3 separate regions of the Hordeum vulgare genome follow, and all the other regions are linked to region 2. A link is a contact called in public Hi-C data. All regions are on one chromosome and are shown on one strand. The core of a region is the stretch at or near the end of the contact, and the rest is flanking DNA. Distances in the headings are between cores, read along the strand shown.

What was found. Hi-C and Micro-C count contacts between places; a contact is called where the count stands out from the background.
Region 1: a Hi-C map of leaf shows a contact between it and region 2, with 2.0 times the contacts expected there. The contact joins the promoter of LOC123448794 here to the promoter of LOC123448787 in region 2. A contact is called at or near these places in 3 of 6 Hi-C or Micro-C datasets (leaf and seedling) and 1 of 1 datasets of contacts at active chromatin or transcription factors (embryo).
Region 3: a Hi-C map of seedling shows a contact between it and region 2, with 2.0 times the contacts expected there. The contact joins the promoter of LOC123417752 here to the promoter of LOC123448787 in region 2. A contact is called at or near these places in 2 of 6 Hi-C or Micro-C datasets (leaf and seedling) and 1 of 1 datasets of contacts at active chromatin or transcription factors (embryo).

The regions. Positions count from the first base shown.
Region 1 is chr1H:489,896,500-489,899,202 of MorexV3_pseudomolecules_assembly, reverse strand. LOC123448794 reads right to left here and starts at 1,438. Exons shown (of 7, transcript XM_045125811.1): 1 at 646-1,438; 2 at 1-184. The coding sequence starts at 1,284.
Region 2 is chr1H:489,761,213-489,763,974 of MorexV3_pseudomolecules_assembly, reverse strand. It overlaps LOC123448787 (tubulin alpha-2 chain), which reads left to right and starts at 1,344. Exons shown (of 4, transcript XM_045125799.1): 1 at 1,344-1,630; 2 at 2,383-2,617; 3 at 2,707-2,762. The coding sequence starts at 1,538.
Region 3 is chr1H:489,939,332-489,942,101 of MorexV3_pseudomolecules_assembly, reverse strand. It overlaps LOC123417752 (ALA-interacting subunit 3-like), which reads right to left and starts at 1,503. Exons shown (of 8, transcript XM_045106922.1): 1 at 1,270-1,503; 2 at 1,093-1,150; 3 at 865-923; 4 at 683-757; 5 at 451-558; 6 at 1-332. The coding sequence starts at 1,150.

The sequences.
Region 1 (2,703 bases), core at 189-2,688, 140 kb before region 2:
GTGTTGTAGAGTCTCGCACAAAAAGTAAGGGACCCAACTGAATAAGGAAACCAGGTGCATTGTCATTTCCATTAGTTGAACCACCTCGTGATGATTCTAACCTCCAAAAATCTCCACGTGCAACAACTGAACTATCAACAGTGTGGTGCCTTGTATTGTACATTGCCGAGACATTTACAGTCCCCTGCATCATCATCATTACAGGTGTTATGATGTGTACTTGAGCATATTGAATGTGTTTCAGCACCGCAGACCCAGTACAATTACACTCTAAACCTGTACAAAAACCCATCATAAATCTGCAGAAAAAAAGAAGGGTATAACCTTTGGTATACGAAAAGGATATCTGAAGTACATGTACTACTAAATGACAAACATATAGCCACAAACAGTATATCATGTTGAAATTTAAGAGGAGTGTTAGCTTTTAACCCAAACAGTCAATCAGATTATTTCCAACAATGAACGCAACCAGTTACAACAACAAGCACATACCCACCATTCTACAACTAAATCATCCATGCATTAGCTAAGCTTCCACACGTATAAGATACTACATCATCTCACTTTGAAGCATTGTGTATCAGACATGTGTAAGGGAGAGCAGAACACATATGGATTGAGATGGGAATCCAACATTGGTACCTGAGGCTTCATAAATCTTCCCAGAGTCCCAATCTCGAACTCGAACCCCTCTTCTTCTTCATCGGACCCATCCGCACCCTCGGCCGCCCCAACACCGACCGCACTGGCGGCGGCGGCACTACCAGTGGCGGCCGCGACCGCCGCAGCCACCTCCTCGAGGGAATCCCTTTCCCCGACACCCTCCAAGGCTACCCCGCCGCCCTCGGCAGCCCTCTCCGCAACGAGCCCCGCCTCCCCCACGTCCACCGCCGCTGGCGTTGGCGGCGCAGCGGGGCCCTCCCACTTCCGGCGCCGGGCGCCCTCCGCGCGGAACGGCACGGGAATCTGCCTCGACAGCTGCTGCACGGCGCCGCCGACGGAGGCGCCGAGTTCGGAGCCCGCCTGGCCGAGCCGTCCGCCGATCTCGACGAAGGAGGCGACGGCCACGGCGGGGAGGTCGACGCCCCCGCCGCCGACGAAGGGCACGGCGGGGAGCTCGATGTCGAAGGGGATGAGCTTGAGCGGCAGCGGCGGGGCGGGCCACGGGAGCTGCGGCGGCTGCACGTGGAGGAGGAGGCCCGAGACGCCCTGCGCGAGCCGGTAGGCCAGGTCCTGCCCGTGCCGCTGCACGCCCAGCAGCGCGTCCAGGGAGATCTCCATGGACTACGGCGAAGCGGATAGACTCGAGCGGCGGCGGAATGCGGAGGCTAGCCGCTAGCGTGTGTGGTGGCGGTGGCGGCACGGCGGGGCTGGGGTCGATGACGCATGCCAGCCTGCTTGTCCGGGAGTGGAATGTGGATGGCGTATCGTGTGGATATCCTGTGTCGAACCCTGCCCACATGCATTCAAATCAGATTTCAACGAACCTTCCAATTTTCATGTGAACCGGATGGTTTGTTAGCAAAGTTCAGACATGATTTGCAAAAAAATGGACGTCATTTCGTCCGTTGAACTGAACAAAGCCCGCAACACTCGAAATATAATTACAGAAAATAACACAGCTCATTTTTAACTAGCGTGCCGATATCCCTACTACTACATCAATAGTTCGGATACGAGATACCAATACCGGATATTCAACGAGTTTTTCCGGATTATCGATTTCAAATTCAATGGTACTGAAGTTAGAACTGGCATATGCCGTCCCACACATGATGCCCCCTGAGGGTCATACAAGAATGTATGTGTGTTAATGGCATGTCCTTGACCCTGTAGTACATCATGGCACCACGTGTAGGCTATACAACATGTAGAGCAACATTGAATGAATGAGAAATTAATCAACATGTAGAGTAAAAAAGAGCAAAACTCGAAAACTCAATGGTTGAAGATCCCAATGGCCACATTGTCTTCACTTGGTGAATTGCACCGCAAAACTTCATGATGGAGCTGCAAATGGTGTACCACTGATGCGCTAGCGGCTTCACATTGCGTTCATGCATGGCATGCATGTCGTAGGACGTGAAGTTCTTCCGCTCATGAAATAAAGTATGCAAGCTTTGATAGAAGGTCATGCCCTTGTTACCTACAAAGTTCGCATATACGGCTAACCATGCATCACACAACAACTCATTCTCGATCAGGGAGTACCCCACCATCGTGTACTTTAAAAACAACAAGAAATTCAAACAAAAAGCTCAATGGCATTTGATCGAACATGTGTCGGTCGTGGTGGTTGGGAGGGAGTCGTGGGTGGCCAACAACGTAATCCAAGGTGGGCAACTGTGTGGGTGAGTTTTGCCGACGTCGGAGGATGCATGGGTGGCGGTCGAAGAGGTACATCAACGCGTTGCATGAGGAGCGACGGATGAAAAGAAAAGGGGAGTCATGGGTGGCCAACAATGTAGTCCAAGGTGGGCAGTCGCGTGGGTGAGGTCTGCAGACGTTGGAGGATGCATGGGTGGCGTCCGAAGAGGTACATCGACGCGTTGCATGAGGAGTGCCGGATGAAAAGAAGAGGCGAGCAAAGGTGGAGTGGAAGAAAAAGGGACCAGGAGGGGGATTTGAGTGGGCCTGGGATGTCAAAGTCATTCGTGGCTGATATCCAGACTCCCGCAAAGCCCCGCCCCCTATTTGTTT
Region 2 (2,762 bases), core at 95-2,594:
ACAATCCCGATATACTTGAAGGGGACTTCGGGTAAAGGGTTGTGGGTTGGGAAGAGTGGACATCTTGAGGTGGATGGCTATAGTGACTATGACTGGGCCAGTTGTTAAGATGATAGAAGATAACCTTCTGGCTACTGCGTGTTTGTGGCAGGAAATTTGGTGTCATGGAGAAGTAAGAAACATCTGGTTGTGTCTAGATCAATAACAGAAGGTGAGTATGGAGCGTTATCTCAAGGGTTGCATGAGATGCTCTGGGTGAAGTACCTACTGAGCGACTTGAAACTTCGGAGGAAGGGACGTTGAAGGTGTGGTGTGAGATCACTCAGCTATAGCCATCGCTAATAACACAACTCAACATGATAGAACAAAGCATGTGGAAATTGATCGCTTTTGATTAAGGAGAACTTGATGCCGGGATCATTGGCCTTACTCATGTCAGCTATAGGCAACAGTTTGGAGATTGTTTTACAAAGGGGTTGGAAACAAAATACTGTAACTTGGCATGTGACAAGATGGGAATGATAGATATCAACCATCCATCTTGAGGGTAAGTGTTGAACCGGTATGGGCCCAACCCATTCATTTATCTCTTAGGGTCCAAACCCATATAAAGGGACTGACCTAGAAGGAGGCTCTCCCGTTCCGTGCTCAACCATCACACACATACACACGGTCTCCACGTACTCGCCTCTCACGATTCAACACTATTCATCAAACAATGTTTTTTAATATAGCTTCGATTTTTTCATTTTTGCCCAGATTACCACAGACGTGATTTCTTCATAGAACTTTATACGCGAGTATATTGGTTGACTATGTATATTACAAAAACAAAATTCAGTTTTTTGGATTTCTATAGCATTTTATTGGATTTATTTTTCATAAACGGTGCGCGTGCATCCATGTTCACCAAATTCGCGTCCTAAAGATAGAGACGTAGTATAAATGATTTTACAGAAAAAATTCCTATGAGATTCAATGCAATGAATTAAAGAATCTTTTGGATTTCATCTTCATAAGAATGGCTGAGTTTTGACGTTGGCTTGTCAAACCCATTACAACCCTCTTCTTTTATCCGGACTTGAGACCGGCTATGTCGAGGCAACATAGACGGAGTTCAATGAATCAAAGAATAAATATAGATTTTTTTTGAAGGATTTCAATTCTTAAAAAATCATGTGAAATTCCTTTAAATCAAACTCGAAGATTTCCCCGGAAAAATAGAGCACGCCAACGTCTCTTTGTACTCTCTCACCGTGCTAATCGCTACTCCCAATCATGCGTGAGGGCGCGGATGCGAAAACGCTACACATACCAACCATACGCGAGGGCGCGGATGCGAAACCGCCCGCCGCTCGCCCGCTCCTCCCGCAGTCCACCCCGTGCCGCTCTATATAAGCGAGCCGAGAGCGGGGTGCCGAAACCCTAAGCAGAGTGGGGAAAGGCGTCTTCGTACTCGCCTCTCTCCGCGCACACGAGCTCTCGCCCCCTTCCTCCAACCCATCTCGCCAGCGGCGCAGCCCAACCACCCGCCACAATGAGGGAGTGCATCTCGATCCACATCGGCCAGGCCGGCATCCAGGTCGGAAACGCGTGCTGGGAGCTCTACTGCCTCGAGCATGGCATTCAGGTACGGATCCGCTCGCCCCCCCCCCCCTCCCCCGTTCACCCGTCATGTTTAGCATCGGATCTGGGGTTTGTGGCGGTCGGCGGTGTGCTCAGTCAGTCGGATCTGGGCGCAGATCTGACCGCGGCCGGCCAGATCTGCGGTTCGTAGAAGGGAAAAATCCGGATCTGGCGAAATGTATGGTCGCTTTAGTTGGTCGATCTGGTGTTTTGAAGATTACAGACATTTCGAATTTGAATTTTTAGGTGTAGATTTACTGGATCTCAGATCCGATGCAAGTCTCGCCCTGTTTTGGAGTGGTTGCTTAGGTTCTCCATGTTTTAGATCTGACCAGTCTTCTCTAAATGGATCCATCGTTTTGAAAAGCCCCTTCCTAGATAGTGGATCGCAGTGTGTATATTGTAATAAGACTTCACATGTATCGTCTGCTACTTGTTAGAACACCACCGATCTGGCACACGCTTGTTTGTTTGATCTGTTTCTGTGATCTACTGTGTAGTTCTGTTCTAATTCTGCTAGATCCGGTGCTATGCGTTCATGCATGTCATTCAATCCTTGCTGATGGTTTGAAATGTATATTGCCTGTTCGTAGAGCAATGGATCTCAAATTAATTACCATACCTCTGTTGCTGTTCGTAGAGTAATGCAATCAATTTCGTAAATGCCTTCAAGATCTTTTTCTTGTCCTGTTGCTACAGAATTTAGTAGTATGTTAAGCTTTGCACCTTTAACAATGTTTAATACCCCTTGTGCAGCCTGATGGTCAGATGCCCGGTGACAAGACCGTTGGGGGAGGTGATGATGCTTTCAACACCTTCTTCAGCGAGACTGGTGCTGGGAAGCACGTCCCCCGTGCAGTCTTTGTTGATCTTGAGCCTACTGTGATTGATGAGGTGAGGACTGGTGCTTACCGCCAGCTCTTCCACCCTGAGCAGCTTATCAGTGGCAAGGAGGATGCAGCCAACAACTTCGCCCGTGGTCATTACACCAGTAAGTGCTGTGCTCTTTGTTTGTAATGATGTTGGTAATCACTCTTGCTGTGCTTATCATCTGGCTAACGTTTGGTGCTGCTATTGCAGTTGGCAAGGAGATTGTTGATCTGTGCCTTGACCGTATCAGGAAGCTGTCCGACAAC
Region 3 (2,770 bases), core at 254-2,753, 180 kb before region 2:
AAGTTGACGGGGAAGACGTTGCTGCCGAACTTGCTGTTCTTGTCGCTGGCCCAGGCGATGTCCTTCTTGTTCACCGTCACCGACTTCTTGTTCACGGAGAAGGCGTAGGTGTCGTTGAAGAGGCTCCATGCGATGAGCCCGCACGGCACGATGAGGGAGCCGTCGCCGGTGGTGGCCTCCGGGTCGCAGGCCTTGATCACCGCCTTGGGGTCCTTGTAGTCCTTGTCGCGCAGCTGCTGGTCGCTCCGGCTCTTGACGTACCGCCGGTGGTTCTGGTAGAAGTTCTCCAGCTGGTAGTAGACGTGTATGGGGCCCTTCATAGGCTTGGGCACCTGAAACAAAGATGACATGTTGTCATCTCTGTTCTGAAGTTTTTGTCTAGTGTAACCAGCAATGTACTACAGAGTACAGACACATTTCTGAATGGGAAGATGTGTCTCTGAATCTCACCGTGATCTTTCTGGTGCACGCCTTGTCGACCTTGGAGTCCTGGATGAACCCTATCTTGTCGCTGGCGGTAACACACTCTTCGTCATATCGATCTACCAGTTCAACAATCTGCATTTTGCAATATTGTCAGATTATTAGGAAACAAGAAACTGTGCATCCATATACTATCTTTTGCACATGAAATGCATTTCAGAAAGCAGTACTCCAACTGCACTTGTCTGAACTTTTTTACCTCCTGCGACGCCGAAAGCGAAGCGAGCCCTATCGGGACGAAGATGATGCCGATGAGCGAGAAGGCACCGATGACCTATCAATTGATGGTTTTCTGTTACAGATTCAGGTTGAAAAAGATGCAGTCCTTGATGTCAGATCTGGGATCAAGGGCAATATAGACGGTGGAGTGAGTGAACCTACGATTCCAGGAGTTAGCAGTGGCTTGCATGCTGGGAGCTCCTGCTGCGTGAATTTAGAATCTGGCAGAAGGGGGGGAATGCATTTTAGTCACAAGAACACGCGCCTGCATTTAAGAAAACTGCAGCTGCAGGGACAATCCGATGTTTGATCGAGATGCTAAAAGGCCTAACAAATGTACCAAAATGAAACAGGGGAATGGGGAATCAAATAATGACGGCAGAATCATACATTTGGGCTTGTTGGCCGACCGCCGCGAGACCTCGCTCTCCGACCCTGACACACTCATCTGCGTACAGTAGCAAATTAATTAACTGGATCGATGGATCGGCCGCGTAGTATCCAATGGAATCACACGTTTATACCAGCCCTGATCAGAGACAACGGAGATCATACCAAACCAATTACCTGATCGACCGCAGGTCAAGCGAGCGCGATCGTGACCGTGATCGTGATCGCTGCCCGGGCGCCGGCCGGAGGAGGAGGAGGAGGGGATTCCGGTGGATCGGTCGTCGTCCCCGCGTGGTTTGGCTGGTTGCGAGGGGTGGATGGTTGGTGTTGGTTACCCCACTGCCGTTGGAGTCCGGTGATTCGGGAGAGCCGTTCGCCGCAAACAGACAGTGCAGGCAGGTGCATATATACGACAGGGTTCACTCACAAGTCGTACATACATGTCCTCCTGAACACAGCCGGACGAAATTACCTTGTCTCGTTACGGAAAGAAATCAGATTACAGCACGCGCACAGGCGCCTGTCTTGGAACATCATTTGCATGATTGCATTGCATCACTTTTGACATGGAAAATCGCCGCCCACAAGTTTTGTTGCCACACAGAAATATTTCCGCGTATATTTAGTGAGCATCTCCAGTCAGTCATTGTTAATTTGGACCCTCAAGCGCCTGCGGACACACCCAAACAGTGGCCGGATGTGTCCGTTTTAACTCGTCATATTTGCTGCAGAAGGCCTTTAAATTGACCTTTCGTTTATTTAGTCATTTCGTCGAACATGGTGTATGCGACCTCACAGAGCACGCAGGAGGCCAGCGGCTGGCAAGCTAGCAAGCCAGCGGCCGCGGCGGCTGGCAGCGAGTAGCTAGCTAGCACGCATGCGCAGCCCGCATGGCTCATGCGCGGCCAGCACGCATGGCTGGGTGAGCACAGCGGGAGCACGACGGCCAGCTCATGCGCGGCGGCCAGCACGCACGGCTGGGTGAGCACGCGAGCTCGGTTGGATGAGGAGGATCACGTCAAACTATAAGAATCAACACATCACACACAGAATAAGGAGCGCGAAAAATGGAAACGCAGCGCAGCGTCTGACCTGAAGGAGAAGATGAAAGCCAAAAAACTCAGACGAGCATACGTCCACGTGACTCACCTGGTTTTGGTTCAATCTGGTTGCCAAAAACCCCACCTGCCGCGAGAACGAACAACGCGCAGAGACACACGCACGCACACCGGACTACGAGAGCGCAGCAGCCCCGGCGCGCGTGAGCTCTGGCACGGGAGCTCTGCCTTGGCCCTTGGGCACACCAGCCACAGCGCGGTGCGGCGTGCCGCGGGCGCTCCGCTCCGGCGTGGCACTGCAAGAGCACACCGGCCATGCCGCCCGCGAGCTCCGGCGCAGCCCGGCTTCGCCCGGGCGCATGAGCTCTGTCCCGAGTGCGGCACGAGCTCCGGCAGCCTCCGTCCATCTCACCCCCGACGTGTGTGAGTTCAGGCGGCCTTACTCCGTGTCGTTTTTTTTAGAAAAAGAGGCTGAGCCCCGGCCTCTGCATCAAGAGATGCATACGGCCATATATTATAAATCAAAATAAGTCTTCATCGAGTACAATAAGTCTGAAGCAAAGAAAGAATCAACGATGCAAGGCATCACTCATGCCCAAGGCGGAGATGGTAGAAATATA